2 separate regions of the Hordeum vulgare genome follow, and region 1 is linked to region 2. A link is a contact called in public Hi-C data. All regions are on one chromosome and are shown on one strand. The core of a region is the stretch at or near the end of the contact, and the rest is flanking DNA. Distances in the headings are between cores, read along the strand shown. Region 1 has its middle 8.0 kb from the start of LOC123446663. Region 2 holds the start of LOC123449042 (probable protein phosphatase 2C 30).

What was found. Hi-C and Micro-C count contacts between places; a contact is called where the count stands out from the background.
Region 1: a Hi-C map of leaf shows a contact between it and region 2, with 2.6 times the contacts expected there. The contact joins the enhancer-like site here to the promoter of LOC123449042 in region 2. A contact is called at or near these places in 2 of 6 Hi-C or Micro-C datasets (leaf and seedling).

What each region holds. Positions count from the first base shown.
Region 1 is chr4H:481,819,477-481,826,797 of MorexV3_pseudomolecules_assembly, reverse strand. No RefSeq gene overlaps it. Among protein-coding and RNA genes, the nearest start is that of LOC123446663, 8.0 kb to the left of the region's middle. Within about 2 kb of position 3,852, at least 1 of the 3 cell types and tissues checked has open chromatin away from gene starts, as enhancers often do. A contact at or near this core is called in leaf, where this site is marked.
Region 2 is chr4H:481,540,434-481,547,731 of MorexV3_pseudomolecules_assembly, reverse strand. It overlaps LOC123449042 (probable protein phosphatase 2C 30), which reads right to left and starts at 4,157. Exons shown (of 3, transcript XM_045126111.1): 1 at 3,624-4,157; 2 at 3,165-3,497; 3 at 2,192-3,032. The coding sequence starts at 3,959. The coding sequence ends at 2,499.

The DNA.
Region 1 (7,321 bases), core at 2,603-5,102, 280 kb before region 2:
ACGGAATGACAATGGTGGATTTCAACAATCTTGGTTACCTTGACGAACCATTCGTCCTAGCGAAAGATGTCGCTCAGGTTTTCTATGTGAAGGACATGAGTAGCAAACCAAGGAAACGGAAAGATAAGAAAACGATCAGTACATCATGCGATGATCCAAAGCGCCACATTGTTCTTTCAGGGAAAAGAAACATCGTGGGAGTGGAGGACAAGACAGACATGTCAGAAGATTATAATATGTTTGCTGAAATTCCGCCCTTCAAAGTGAACACCGACCCAAGCATTAAGTTAAATGATGAGGATGCTCCATGGATACGGCACAATCGTAAGCAAGCAGGGACACAAGGGAAGAAATGATGTGTAATAATTTATTGTACCAAACTTTGTTGAATGGATCATGTGAATTATATTACCCGTGATGTGTTTGGTGTCCATTTTCGAATGATTCGAGATACCACTGATGATACATGAAATTTGGAGTGATTTAGTCATACTCCTGCCTAGGCGTATAATATGCATACTCGTAGTCTTCATAGCTGCTGTCGTCGTTGTACTGGTAGTCGTCGCCTTCTAAGTTGCCGCCGTCGTCGTCGCTGTCGTCGGGCGGCGCTCGTGGCTCGAACTGAGGGTAGCGCAGGCGGGGGATATCGCCGGCCGTGATGTAGTCCATGACGCTCTGCAGAGTCCGGCCGTACCACCATAGCCGACGGCCGGCCTCGTGGAAGTTCCCAGGAGGCAGACCGTCCTCCTCATACCTGGCGAGCGCCCTTTCACGCCGATTGATGAAGAAGGCGTCCCAAGTATGCTGGTTATCGGGATGCCAGCGGGGATTCATCCGCTGCTCCGGCGTGAGGTCGAGGTAGTAGTGGTTCGTGATGGCCGCCCGACGCGCAGTACCCTGAGGGACGGGAGGGACCGGCACGCCGCCGGCGCTTAGGCTCCAGCCGGTGGGGACGCGGTAGCCCGGTGGACAAGGGTAGTTCGAGGCGCAAAGCTCCTCCACCTGCTGGTAGGTTAGAGTGGGTGCGGTGGAAGCCATGAGAGAGTGATGAGAGATTGTAGAGATGTGATAATGCTGGCCAAGCCGGGCTACATATATGTAGTGAGAAATGGCGGGAAAAATGGGAGCGGGAAGACAGGAGGCGGGAAGAAAGTGGCGGGAAGAAAGAGGCGGGAAGACAGGGAAGAAATGGCGGGAAGAAGAGGAATCCAGAGCTGGTCATCTAACCTTTAGTCCCGGCTGGTTGGTGCAACCGGGACTAAATGTGGTTTTTGTGTCATCTAAGAAAACTGTCGGTGGGATAAGGACGTTTGAATTGAATTAGTGTTATTTTTCTGAATTTTTTGATATATTATTTGTATTTTTAACATTTTGAATTGAATTAGTTTTATTTTTCTTAATTTTTTGATATAATTTTTGTGTTTTTAACATATTGAATTGAATTAGTTTTATTTTTCTGAATTTTCCCTGAAAGAACATCACTGAAGCCTCTCCCCACAAGGCCTTGGGAACGTAGTGCCGAGGAAACTGCCGCGAGGGCGGCTGCTGATCATGAGAAATGGAAGGCGGACTGCAAGAAGAAAAGAGAGCCCGAGCCCAAGCCAGTATTTTCTGATGAGCAAAAGAAGTGGGCTAAGTCATTTTTGAGCACACCGTCCCAAGCCGCGAAGAATCTGCCTGACGACTATGCACGTGAACTTCGTAGGCAGGCACTCATGTTGAAGGAGAAGAAAGAGCGGGCGGAGAACCAGGAGAACAAAGCCTTGGAGGAGGCCGAGAAAACGGAATTAGAAAGTAAAAAAAGCGGGAAACGAGTTGCCCAGCTCGGGGAACAAAGTAAACAATCGATTGCCCCGCTTATAGTGAAAGCCGCCGGTCCGGATGACCCCGATATCATAGCAGCTGCGGCAGCACATGGATTGACTGTAACGAGTGCCAGAGAACAAGCGGCCAACTTAGGTATTACTCTTCGTGAAATGTTAGGCCTTGATGAGGCGCCAGTGAAGGAGGTAGTAATTACATATGTGAAGAATGGGCCTCTCGTCGAGCCTGCGCAGGAAGAGGATCTACCTCCACAAATGAAAGGTCTGCTGAAATGGTACAAGGGTTACATAAAAAATAAAAACGCCAAAGATTATATTTATGCGGAAGTTAGATATGAGCATCACTTCAAACATTACTATGTACAAATTCATCTGAGTGAATTGTTCCAGCTTTTCAATCTGCGCGAGCTCGACAAATCTATCATCAGTTGCTACGTTCTGTAAGTGATTTATTTATACCCCATCTCGTTCATATTGCCTGCACTATATATATGTCGTAACTATATTGTTGTGTCCGCTATTATACATGCAGAATGAAGATTAAGGAATGCAGAGTAAGGAACATCCATGATGTTGGGTTCATTGACCCACACATCGTTAATGGATATGTGTTGGAGCATCACCCCGCCGACATGGAGGCAGACCTGTGGCAGTTTCTTACAAAGCAGGAACTCAAAAGTGATATTCTATTTCCTTACCATTTTGGGTGAGTGTTTCTGTCTTGAGCACATTCTCTTTTGTTTACTCCATGCATGATATGTGGCCGGCTAATCGATGAGTTATGCATGACGTACTGTGCATGTATCGTGTCCGCAGGTTCCACTGGATTCTGCTAGTAATTAAAGTTGACACCTCAGAATGTCTCGTCCACGACTCTCTGAATATGGATCCAAAGCTTTGGGGCGGCATGAGAAGAATGCTGCAGAAGTAATTATTTTCATTCATTTGCGCTCTATATCGATCGGCCTATTTCGTTCATTTCCTAATATCAAGTAACTAATAACTCTCTTGTTCATTTAATTTTCTTTGCCTCGTAGGGTTTGGAGACGGTTCGTAGATACAAAGGTCGGTGAATTCAAAAAAGAGCTAGAATTCAAAAGGTCAAAGGCTAAGAATGGTGGGGATATTCAGCCAGCGGGGACCAATCTATGTGGATACTATGTCTATGAGATGATCCGGAGATACACCTCTGAGCGGGTTCCGAGTGATACCAATGCTCAGCGGAATAACCTCCGGGTGATGCTTAGTCCAGAAGCTCGCTTCCGACCACTTCAAGAGGAACTAGCTGGATGGTTCAGGAGGGAAGTCCTCCATCGTAAAGGAGAACACCATTACGAGGACGTAGAACTTCATATGCATTAAATTATGTATGGAAACTTGTTCAAAATTGTATATGGTCATCCGATGATATTGAATATATATTGTATATTCCTCTTGAATTCTTTTTGGTTCTAATTTCAAATTTGTTTGAAATTGTACATTCATATGCATGTATGTAGTACCGTAGAATATGTGAAACTCCTTCAAAATTAAAATAAAGCACAAAAGAAATAAAACAATACAAATTAAACAGAAAACAGGTTTAGGGGGGGGGGGGCCTTTAGTCGCGGTTGGGCAGAAGAACCGCGACTAAAGGTCCTCCGCCCCGACGGCCGCCTGGCGCCCACGTGGACGGGCCTTTAGTTGCGGTTCTTAAGCAACCGCGACTAAAGGGGGGGCCTTTAGTCGCGCCTATTTGGTCGCGGTTGCGCAACCGCGACTAATGGCAGTTGCGAACCGCGACCAAAGGCCCTTTTTCCACCAGTGGAGGCCCGGTTTACGAAGGAATTTCAGAATTATACAAGCCTAAACAAAGGACTGAAACTGAACACAAAACAGCATGCACCGATGATTCTTCCTAATTTTTTTTCTGTTTTTGAACAACATCCAGATCGCTGTTCATGACTGGGATGCGCAAGGCAGCAACACGCCAGATCGCTGTTGTCACCACTAGCGACCACGCGTTAAGTAGCAGCCGGGTAGATCATGCGCCGTAGTCGCTGTTGTCGAACCTGGCCGCCGCCGTCCTTTTCTCGACTGCACAATCGCCCTGCACAGAAGTCTCTTGATTTTATGCCCTGATTGGATCGTCGTTTCACAGCGATATACACTCGTAAAATATAAACGAACCTGTGTCCGTTGTTTTTAAACAGATGGAAATCATGTTGTGGTATGGAGAATATACCTGTAAAATAAATACGGGTGTGAAATATTACACCCATACCAAGCGAAGCTTTAACAAAATACATACGCAAGCGCTTATATACACTCGGATACAACTCATTTTTATAAACACACACGTACATCTTATTTCTATGAATACCTTCGATAGACTCACAAGCACATGAAATACTTTTTCGCCCCGTTATATTAATATAGCAACCACACAATACAACAAAAAACACTGTTGGGGCAAACAATACATCCACACCCAAAAGAAAAACAAAGAGAAAACAGAAATGACTCGCAACAGTTGCGCCCTCTTCGGAGTATTCCCACCACGATCCCAGCATTTCAATTCGCCGCGTACCAAACAACACCTCCAAAAAAGATAGTAATGACGACGATAACACTATTGTCCGGACAAGACCTAGGGTTTCCTCGGGTACGCTCGAAGGAGTGGGAAAGAGGTACACCCGACGCCTTTCAAGAAGGAAGGCTAACACTCTCATGTGTCATCGTGTGAGTATCAAAATGACAAAGGATTTCTCCCGAGGCGCTCCACTAATTAAGCCATCTACCAACATACGCCACCACGGTCTTGCACTCACCATTTTGTCTCACCATGGCCAACGTAGCAAGGCCGGCCAACCTAAGACGAAATAGCCGTACACAAGGTCCGACAGAATCACAACCACGCAGGAGGGAACAACCTCCACTGTCATTAACGGTAGCCATCCGGACGCGACGACAAAAGCACACCGAGCCATTGGAACCAGAGGGCGACAGCAGCGCAACCACCAGGAAGACGTCCTCCACCGCCATCCGGGTGCCGATCAGACATGGAAGCAGGGACACACGAGGCCAAACAGGCACGGCCAAGCGTTAGGACCCGTAAAGTCCCTGCCTTCATGCTGCTGCACGTAGGCCGTTGCCGCTGCTACCCTCTTTGGCCCATAAGCTCGGTCGGACACAAACAAGCCCGTGAAGCTCCCATCGCCACGCTGCAGTGGTGTGGCGTCATCGCTGCCATCTCCGTCACGAGCCACTCAGCATGCCAACCGGAGACAACGAGGCAGGCCCGCTAGGACCCAGATCGGGGCCAAAGGGCCTAAGTCTGGGCTTGTAGGGCCGGAGCTCCACCACCGCCGCCCAGCCACCAACGATAGTGCCACCAGCACCTTGGCCACCCTACTGCACCAAAGAAGACCCATCGTCGTGCCGACTAGTCACCGACGAGGAGCACCACCTGGGCCAGTGCTGCCCCCGCCACCCAAGGCTAGGAGGGGAAAGGCCAGAGGTCCGCTACCACCGGGGCCACCCGGCCAAGGGCCAGCGCAGAACACCATCGACGGCTGGAAGAAGGAGGGAAGGGGGGCTAGGAGGCGGGAGGCGGAGGGCACGACCCAGTCGTCGTGGGGGCGGCGTGGGTCGCGGGAGTTGGAGGTTGATTGTTTCTTCATTGTATTCTTATCATGTATTTCCGAGAGACTCAACCGGCTTATCATCTTCATATTTACGAAGTCATCGTGGGCACCTCGTCGTCGACGGAAACATATCCATCCATTGAATGCGCATCGTCGGCAATCCTGCAATAAATCCAGAAATAAATGCGAGCAACATGGTTTGGACCCTAGTGGGCTGAGGATGCCATATATAGTCTCCCTAAACTATTCAATCAGAGGTTGGTGTGGAATTGTGATTTGGAAAGCACGTCTGCATGTGGTTTCACAGCTGCGATTAATTATACTAGACCTCCTATATGCCGCTTGTTACGGGAAAGTGCCAGCATATTGCAGAGGGGCGTCTAACCTGGGCCGATCCATTTCGAGTGCCACGTTCGCAACTTAGAAAAAGCATAAAATACACACATGGAGACACTGTAACTCGAACCCGTGACTTCGTATCAATGGGGGCATTGTGCTAGCTAGTCCGAATGAGAACCTCACGTGTTAGATTTGCACCAAGACCCTTAAAAAATCCCACGAAACTGACAAAACACGAAAAAATCCAAAAACTATTGTTCAAGTAAGGGCTCGAACCGTGGACCTCCTCCAACCAAGTTTTCCTGAACTACGAACATTTTATTCAAAACTAGCACAAATTTTGAATTTACTAACAAATTTTAACCTAAATTAACATTTTGATGATGTGAACATTTTATAATTTTGTTAACATTTTTGGAAACCTGGCACATTTTTTAAAATTCCTAAACATTTTTTGGATTCCAAACAAAATTTAAAAACATGAACATTTTTTGAATATGCAAACATATTTCTAAAAACATGAAGTTTTTTGAAATTCTCAAAAAAAATTAATTTGTGAACGAAATTTGAAAACAAAAATATTTTTTGAAAATACGGACATTTTTTTCAAAGCGCAAGCAATTTCCTTAATTCCCTGAACATTTTTTAAATTTGTTAACAAAATTTGCAAACATAAACATTTTTTGAATATGTGAATAAATTCGAGAAAGCTGGAACATTTTTTGAAATGCCCGAATATTTTGTGAATGTATGATAAATTTTTTAGAGGAAAACTAGGAATAAGAAAGGATGAAAATGAAAAAGGAAAAACAAAAAATAAAATTTTAAAAGAACAATGGAAACAATTTTTTAAATGATGAACATATTTTCAATTTTGTGAACCAAATTTGAAAAGGTGAACAATTTTTTAATACCTAAAAAAAATTGAAAATAAAAACAGTTTTTGAAAATTTGATATCGATTATTAAAACATAAACATTTTTTGAATTTGTGAACAACTTTTCGAAACACTTCCATATTTTGAGAAACTAAACATTTTCTTAAAGCATGAACATGTTTTAAAAATTCGAAACAATTTTGAAAGATGAAATTTTGAAAAAGGAAAAAACATGAAAAATAGAAAAGAAATTTAAAATGATAAAAAATAAACAGAAAAGAAAGAAGAAAATAAAAAAGTGGAAAACAAATAAAGAAAGTAAAAAATAAAAAGGAAAGAAAAACGAAAAAACATAGAAAGGAAAAAAGACATATAACCGGTTGAGGAGCAAAAAAAATCATGTGAAACCTCCTAGAACGTTCCCAAAACCGGTCGGTACTATAACACATCTTTTACAAATAATTGGTTGGCCCATGTCGCTCGTTGGTCACTCGCTTTGTGCGAAGCAACAATAATCTACCGCACAATGCGGCTGATAGGATTTTGCTAGTTATAAAGGCGATATAATTGTCGACATTTAGAAGTTGGGCTTATTACTTTGTACTCCCGAGCACCTCGCCCGTAATCCCATCGCCACGCTGCACCGGTGTGGCGTC
Region 2 (7,298 bases), core at 2,908-5,407:
TCTCATCGCGGCGAGCACGACCGCTCATTGGCACCGGCGGGATCGACACCCGATCAGCGGACATATGCCAGTTGTTCGGCAAGTGGAGGTCGCTCCAGGGGAGCGGCGTCCTTGTCTCCCAATAGCGGCGACACACATCCGCATGGACATACTGCCGGGAGCGCGCCGGGGAGCTCGGAGGGGCAATGGAGAAGGCTGCCGGAGCAGGGCATGGCGGAGGAGGAGAATGGCGCGGCTTGCTCGCGACGCGATGGCGGCCGGACGAACACCCAGCCTCGTGGTCGTGCACCCCCTCCCCCTTGACGCCGGTGCTCCGCCACCCCTTTGCTGTCGGCGGCCGAAGAGCTCGAAGGACGTGGGAGAAAGCTAGGGTTTGGTGTCGGTCCTGAGAAGGCACGCAGAGTGGAGTGGACGCATGCGCCGTGCCGGTCCACGACTTAAAGAAGGACGACGACCGCCCGCCTGAGTGGATGATAGGTGGGGCCTACCAGGCGTGCGCAGTAAATACGGACGGTGGGAGGTAGGTGGCCGTCTGTCACGCGTTTTCGAGGCGGATGAAAGGAGGGCTCAAGCGCGTCCGCTCGCTGTCCGCTAGGACCCAAATGAAGCACATGTTTGCGTCAGAAAATGAGTCAGTCTGGACACAAAACAAACAAGATGCGTTTAAGACGACGCGCGTTCGGCCGTGGGATTTGTCCGTTTTACTTCAAACCGAACCGGATAGAGTCATGCGCTGGAGTTAGCCTCACTCACCTCGAACGTCGGAAAGCTCCCCGAGGTCATGACCAAAATGTTCCCTGACGATGGAACGACGACCAACAGCTTCGGCCACGGGTGGATGTACAAGTGGGAGGCGCGTCTCCTCGAGAGACGAACTATCCGACATCGTCCGGCATGCGCGTAGAGTCCAAACTGCCGGGTCCTTGTGGGGCCAAACGGCCAGAGATGCTTTAACTGTGCAAATCTAAATTGCCAAGCAAAATGCCGCAAAAGCTTTGTGAAAAAGGAGTTGCACGACGCGCTTTTGCTAGTTGCTTTCTATACCGTTCTAAACCCGCTAATTTGCCTGCGCATTTTATTTGACGCGTGGAGTTTATGTGTTCTTTTTGCCTCTACAATTAATCTAGGAATTCTGCCACGCTAATCTTGTTTATGTACGAATACATATCTAAAATCGGGACGTTCTGACCCTCTTTGGTTTATCTGCATGGGGGTGCTTGGGCTTAGTTAATCAATTCTTTCCCTCAAGGCAAGACATAATCACGACACCCGTTTACGTTCAAAAATTATACTAGTACTACTAATCACGATACCCGTCAACACCAACTGGAACTATAAGTGCACACGCTGATCCAGCAGAGAGCAGCCAGGTGTACGTTGCCGCAGGAAAACACAGCTACCTTGCACTGGTCTAGAGGAGAAAAGTATTAGCATCGCCCTCACACTCACCATCACCATCCCCATCCTCATCCTCAGAACTAAAAGTGGACCAGGAAAAGGCCCGGCCGGGGGCGTCCCTGACGTGGCGTGGTGGCGATGAACGCCGTCCCGATCAAACGAAACCATTATTATGCAGCCCGGAAAGAAAAAGAAAAGAAAAGAAAGAATCTTCTGCTCTTGGACGCGGCCAAAGATCGTCGACCAAACTCGGGACAGCGCAACAGGTGTCATTCACCTCCAGAAAACGTGATTTCAGCGGTCTCTTCCTCCTTGCTTTTTTTCTCCCCACGATCTCATCGTCAAGTCGTAGCATACCACGCGCTGCCTCGTGTCCACCATAATTAGGCTTTCGCCCGCGGATTTGTTGACTCACTACTGCAGGGCGGCTCACCCACCGGCCGCGACGACTTTTCAGCGACTGCCAAAGGAGGCAAGCGGCGGCAAGACGGAGATCACGGCAGCGCGACACCTGCGACGCTCCACGCATTTGCGCGTGAAGGTTCCACGTCCACCGGATGCATGCTCATTGCTGAATTAACAATTAACAATGCGAGCTCGAGCTTCTTGGACCCGGCAAGAACATCCCGCCCGAAACATTATTGTAGTCGAGGTTCCGCAACCGATTCTATTCTCGTTGCCGGACGCGTCCAAACAATTGCGCAATCACACCCGGCCCCCGACCGGAGGAAGCATATGATAAACAAAGAAGGGAAGAAGATCTCGATCTAGTCGGAGCTGGGAGGATGAATCATGCATGGAATGGAAGCCTTGATCGTTTTCCGCGAGCCAAAGCGACACCGGACATATCATACGTTACAGTTTCTCTTGACGCTCGAGAAAGTTTCTTGCCACGCCGGAAGCACCACCGGTTTTGCATTCGAAAGGAAAATGGCGGGGGCGGTTCTGATCTGAACACCTTTACCACCCCCCGAATAATGAACGGAATAATTCCGTTGTGTATTTTATGAATACCGCCATGGATGCCACGTTCGCCGCTGAGTCGGGATGCAGGGACGACCGGCTTGGTGTTGGTGGATCCATGGATCTAGCGGCGGCGGTCAGAATCTCGGGCGGCGCCTGAGGTTGACGACGACGACGCTGACGTTGTCCGGGCTCTGCCGCGCGATCGCCAGCTTGGTCAGCAGGATGGCCGCCTCGGCGCATGCCTCGTCCACCTCCTCGTCGTCGCTCTCGGAGCCAGCGCCGGCGGCACAACCGCCGCTCTCGTTCTGGGCTTCGTCGCCGCTGCTGCTGCCGCTGCCGCTGCTCTGCCTGGGGCTCAGGTTGGAGGTCGGGCTGGACCGGCCCCCGCGGCGCTTGGCCTTGCTCCGCACGCACGACCGCACCACGTGGCACGCCACCTCGTTGCTCACCACGTCCCACAGGCCGTCGCTGGCGAGGATGAGGAACTCGTCCTCGCCGTCCTTCCTCTCCAGGACCCTCACCTCCGGGTCGGGTATCACGAATGGCTTCAGGTAGCTGTCTCCAATGGCGCGCGACATGGCGAGCACGCCGAAGACGCGGGCGCCGTCCCAGAAGATGACGCGCCCTCCGGCCGCTTGGATCCGCTCCAGCTCGTCGGGGCGATCCGGCTGATCAAAGCGAATCAAACTACGGTTAGAACAACGGACGGCCGTGCCATTAGAAATCTTTAACAGCACAGCTTAGAAAAACTTGGTTGTGGGCGCACACACACACATATATATATATATATACATACATACCTTGTGGTCGGATGAGAGTGGGATGGCGGCGCCCCCGCGGCAGATGACCGCACGGCTGTCACCGCAGTTGGCGACGATGAGGTGGCGAGGGCCGACGACGGCGACGACGGCCGTTGAGCCGACGTGGTCGCACTTGGGCAGCTGCAGCTCGCACCGGCAGTTGGGCGCTGCCTCGGCGCCGCTGGCCCTTGACCTTGAGCCCACGGCCTCGGCGTCCATCCGCGCGAAGCTCCTCTCCATGACGCCCGTCCACCGCTCCGCGTCGTCTGAGCCCGACGAACGGGCCTCGTCGGCCACGATCTCGTGCATCCGCTCGCCGCACGACGTTGCAACCTACACGCACATGCAATTCAATCGATGAATATTTACTCCCGAGTCAAACCTCGAAACAAAGTGCCTGCCCCTTTCGGTGTGGACATGTGCTAGTAGATGAGAAGAAGTAGGGATGTGTGTGCTCACATGCGAGCAGCCATGGCCGTCGAAGACCCCGAAGAAGTGGTGGCCGGGGAGGAACTCGGGCCGGAGGGAAACGGAGTCCTCCATGTCCCTCCGGCGGCCGCACACCGACGTCACGCCGTACTTGGCGGGCTCAATCTCCTCCTCGTCCGTGGAGGAGGGTTCCTCCTCCAGCTTCCGCCTCTTCCTGGACGTCTCCTCGGCCCCACGCTCGGCCACCAGCCTGTGGCGCCGTATCTCCATCCTCCGGCGCCGCGCCGCCCGGCTGCCGTCCTGGCAGTCGGCGCCCTTCCCCTCCGCCCCGGCCCCCGCCGGCACGTGGCAGCAGATCTCCGACATGGATCACGACACCAACCAAGAACTAACTCTTCAAAAAAAAAAACAAGCTAGAGCAGGCAGCTGAATATTTCCCCTCTGGTGTCCTCTCCTCCGACGTGTGGCAAATGGCGAGGCGATTTTGAAGGGGCAGCGAGCAAGTGGCGCCTCCATATAAATGCGATGTGGGAGGAGGAGGGAAGAGGCGCTACGTGCCACGCGGCGGCCGGCCCGTACAGTTGTGCGATGGCGCGGGGGCCGTCGGATGCGGCTCCACGTGACGCTCGCGCGTGGCCGCGGGGACGCGTGTCGAGGCGCAGGCGCGTCCACTGGGCACGCGGCCGGGGGACAAGAGTTGGGCGGGCTGGAATCGCTTCCGCGTTCGGTGTTCGGCGCGGGCAGTGGGCGGACATCGACACGTGTGCGTGGCTCCGTGGTTGCTCGCGGGAGGGCGGAGGGGCGGGGTCTACGTGGACGATGCCGCACACCCGTGGATGGATAAGAAGGAATGCCGGCAGGGGGTACATGTGGAAGAGGCAAGGGGTGGTGTACGGGCCACGCTCTTCCTTCCGGCTCCGGCTCGTGTCCGGTCGCCGTCGTCCGCCATGCCAGTGTGCCATGGGCCACGGCCAGGCTCCCTCTGCATGCCCTACCTGGCTAGCTAGCTAGCGCATTTATGGCGCTGGGCCACACCATGCACGTACACGTACTACGTGGATCCGTTGGTGCCAATCCGACGTCCATGACCTTCTTCCACAAGCGTGATGGTTTCTTGTTTTTGACTTGTGTTCGTCGGAACCGTGATGAATCTGTAGGGCTTTCCCTTGCTGTTTTACCTTCAACAGATGCACTAGGTGAAGATGGTTTTGGAATGCTCTGTCGTCTATTTCACATTCTCCTTGCCTGCACGAGAAAGGAACCGAATCGTTCGACCGCGTTCCTATGGAAATTTTGGCGGCAAACATATCTACACCATGCCGCAATGCTCGAAGAAACCAGGAGGTGCCATGCGAATCACGTGAAATCGCATCGAAACCACGCCAGCTGCCGCTGCCGCGCGCGGGTCTGCAGTCCATTTCCCGGTGACAATGCCATGTACTGAACTGGACGCCAGACACGTACGTGCATAGCACAAAGGGAAGGAGCCATCAACAGAAAGGGAGGACGTGCCCGTCTGGATCATGAGCGACGTCTTAATCTCACACACTCAAGCCACGCGTCGAGTATGGGCATGTGCATAGATTAATCAGACAGCTAGCTCGCTAGACCCACCCGGCCTAAATTTTCCGTGCGTGCATCATTTCTTTCACAGCTGTTGACGCTGCCGGAAGATAACCAGAGAGATCCTTGCGAGCTCCTGCATTTGAAGGTCAAAATGCATTCTCGTCGCTGTTGGCACGTTTGGGGTACGCTAACACGAAACTCTTGGCGCGAGCTTTCTTCTTCGCAGGGATGAACGGAATCCTGCACTGCACAGCCAGCCATCCGCGTCATCGCCATACCGGTGGCAGGCAAGTACGACCGCAACGCCGGGAGGGACGAAAGCCAGCCAGGTGTGCCGTGTGAGCTATAGAATTTTCCTTTTCTCGCCCGCGGCAGTACAGACACGGCACACGCGCTCCATGATTCCGGCACTTTGTTTCGAGCTTGTGGCCAGACACATTGGCACGTAATCAGTGGCGTGCGACGGGCCTTCAGAATAACAGCCAGCCGGCCATCTGGACCATGTTCTCCACTTCTCCAGCGAGATATTTTTCCTTGCGTGTGATTGCCCGCAATGCAAAGCTTGCACACTGTAGTACGAAAACTCTGGGAAAATCATAGGAAAATCTCTTCAAAATTTCCCACCTGAAAACTACGAAACCTTGCCATATGTTTTCCCTTTGCCGACGGTGACATAAACGCTTGCAGTGACTTGATCATTGACTCTTGAGTCTTGAGGCATGTTGGGCGCATCACCGAGGTGCAGACCTTTTTTTTTTTCTAATGTGTAGACCTTGACAGTCCTGTGAACCAATGTGTAAAAGGAATAAAGGTTTATTGCTGGAATCGTTGGATTTTATGTTATATCTAAAGCCTCGTGGGCATATATATATAGGGATACATGACCATTTAGGAGCACGAGACAAGCTAGAACAAATCCTAATTTATCCCATGTTTTTTAAAAAAAAAGCATGACACTTCACTTTCGCTCGCAGTCACAACGGTAGGGACGCAGACAATGAACAGAAAAATAATCCGAAGGTAAGCTGACGGGCACCTCCCCTCAGCCGAACAGTTGATACATCGCGAAAGTCATGGATAGAGTGAAAACCGACGAGGTTGTTCAAGCAAGGAGATATCCATTTGTGTCGATGTCGAGGTAGCCGAGAGCTTAGGGTGGTGTAGCCACGGTCGAGGTAGCCGTGCGTGGGATGTCGTGGTCAACCTCGAGTGAGGGTAGCCGGTGTCGAGGTAGTCACCATGGAGCCGTGGGCACAAGGAGGCGATGTGTGAGTTACGGGTGCAGTGGTGTCGTGGTAGTGGTGCGCCGGGAAGAAGACGATGTTGATGAGGTCTTGCACCGGGTTTCCCAAGCCCACGCACACGTCGTAGACGAATGCACGCATCAGTGTTGCTAGTATTGGGCATGCGTAGACGGTAGAAGTCGACGTTGACGAGGCGTGACATCAGGCTTGCTAGGCCCGGGGACATGTCGTGGAGGAAGGCATGTGTCGATGTTGCCAGCAACACGCACACAAACGGGGAGCAAAATGAGTTGTACGCCATGTCGAGTGGGCTAGCAAAGGAGGACACGACGATGGTTATGACACAAATCGGCGTGGAGTCGTTGTCGCCAACCAATCGGAGTAGATGAAGTGATCGGAGAAGATGACGGTGACGATGAAGATGAGTTGGTGTTATGAAGACGAGGAGATGGGCGGCGACGGCGGCTGAGTTAGGAGCATGGAGGCGGTGCTCGAAGTAGGACAAGAACGTGACAGCGTGCAAAGAGCGGGGGCGGGTGGTGGCGTTCCCGCGCCTAGGGAGGTGGCGTGACGCATACCACATAGAAGCCAACACGTGAGGGCAACAAATCGGACCAAATGCCATGGCGCTATGATCCGAATGGGCGACGCAGCTACAACACGTGGGTCAGTGCAACCGTTGGGATGGCCTCAGGGCGGTGGCATGGACCGCATGTCGTGGCGCTATGACCCGAAATGGCTACGTAGTCGAAGCACGTAGGTTGATACGTTTCCAATATTTGCATAAATTTTCATTGTTCCATGCTATAATATTATCATTCTCTGATAATTTTTGGGCTTTTATTTGCTGATTCATATTATTTTTGTGCACTAACCTATTAATCAAGTGCCAAGT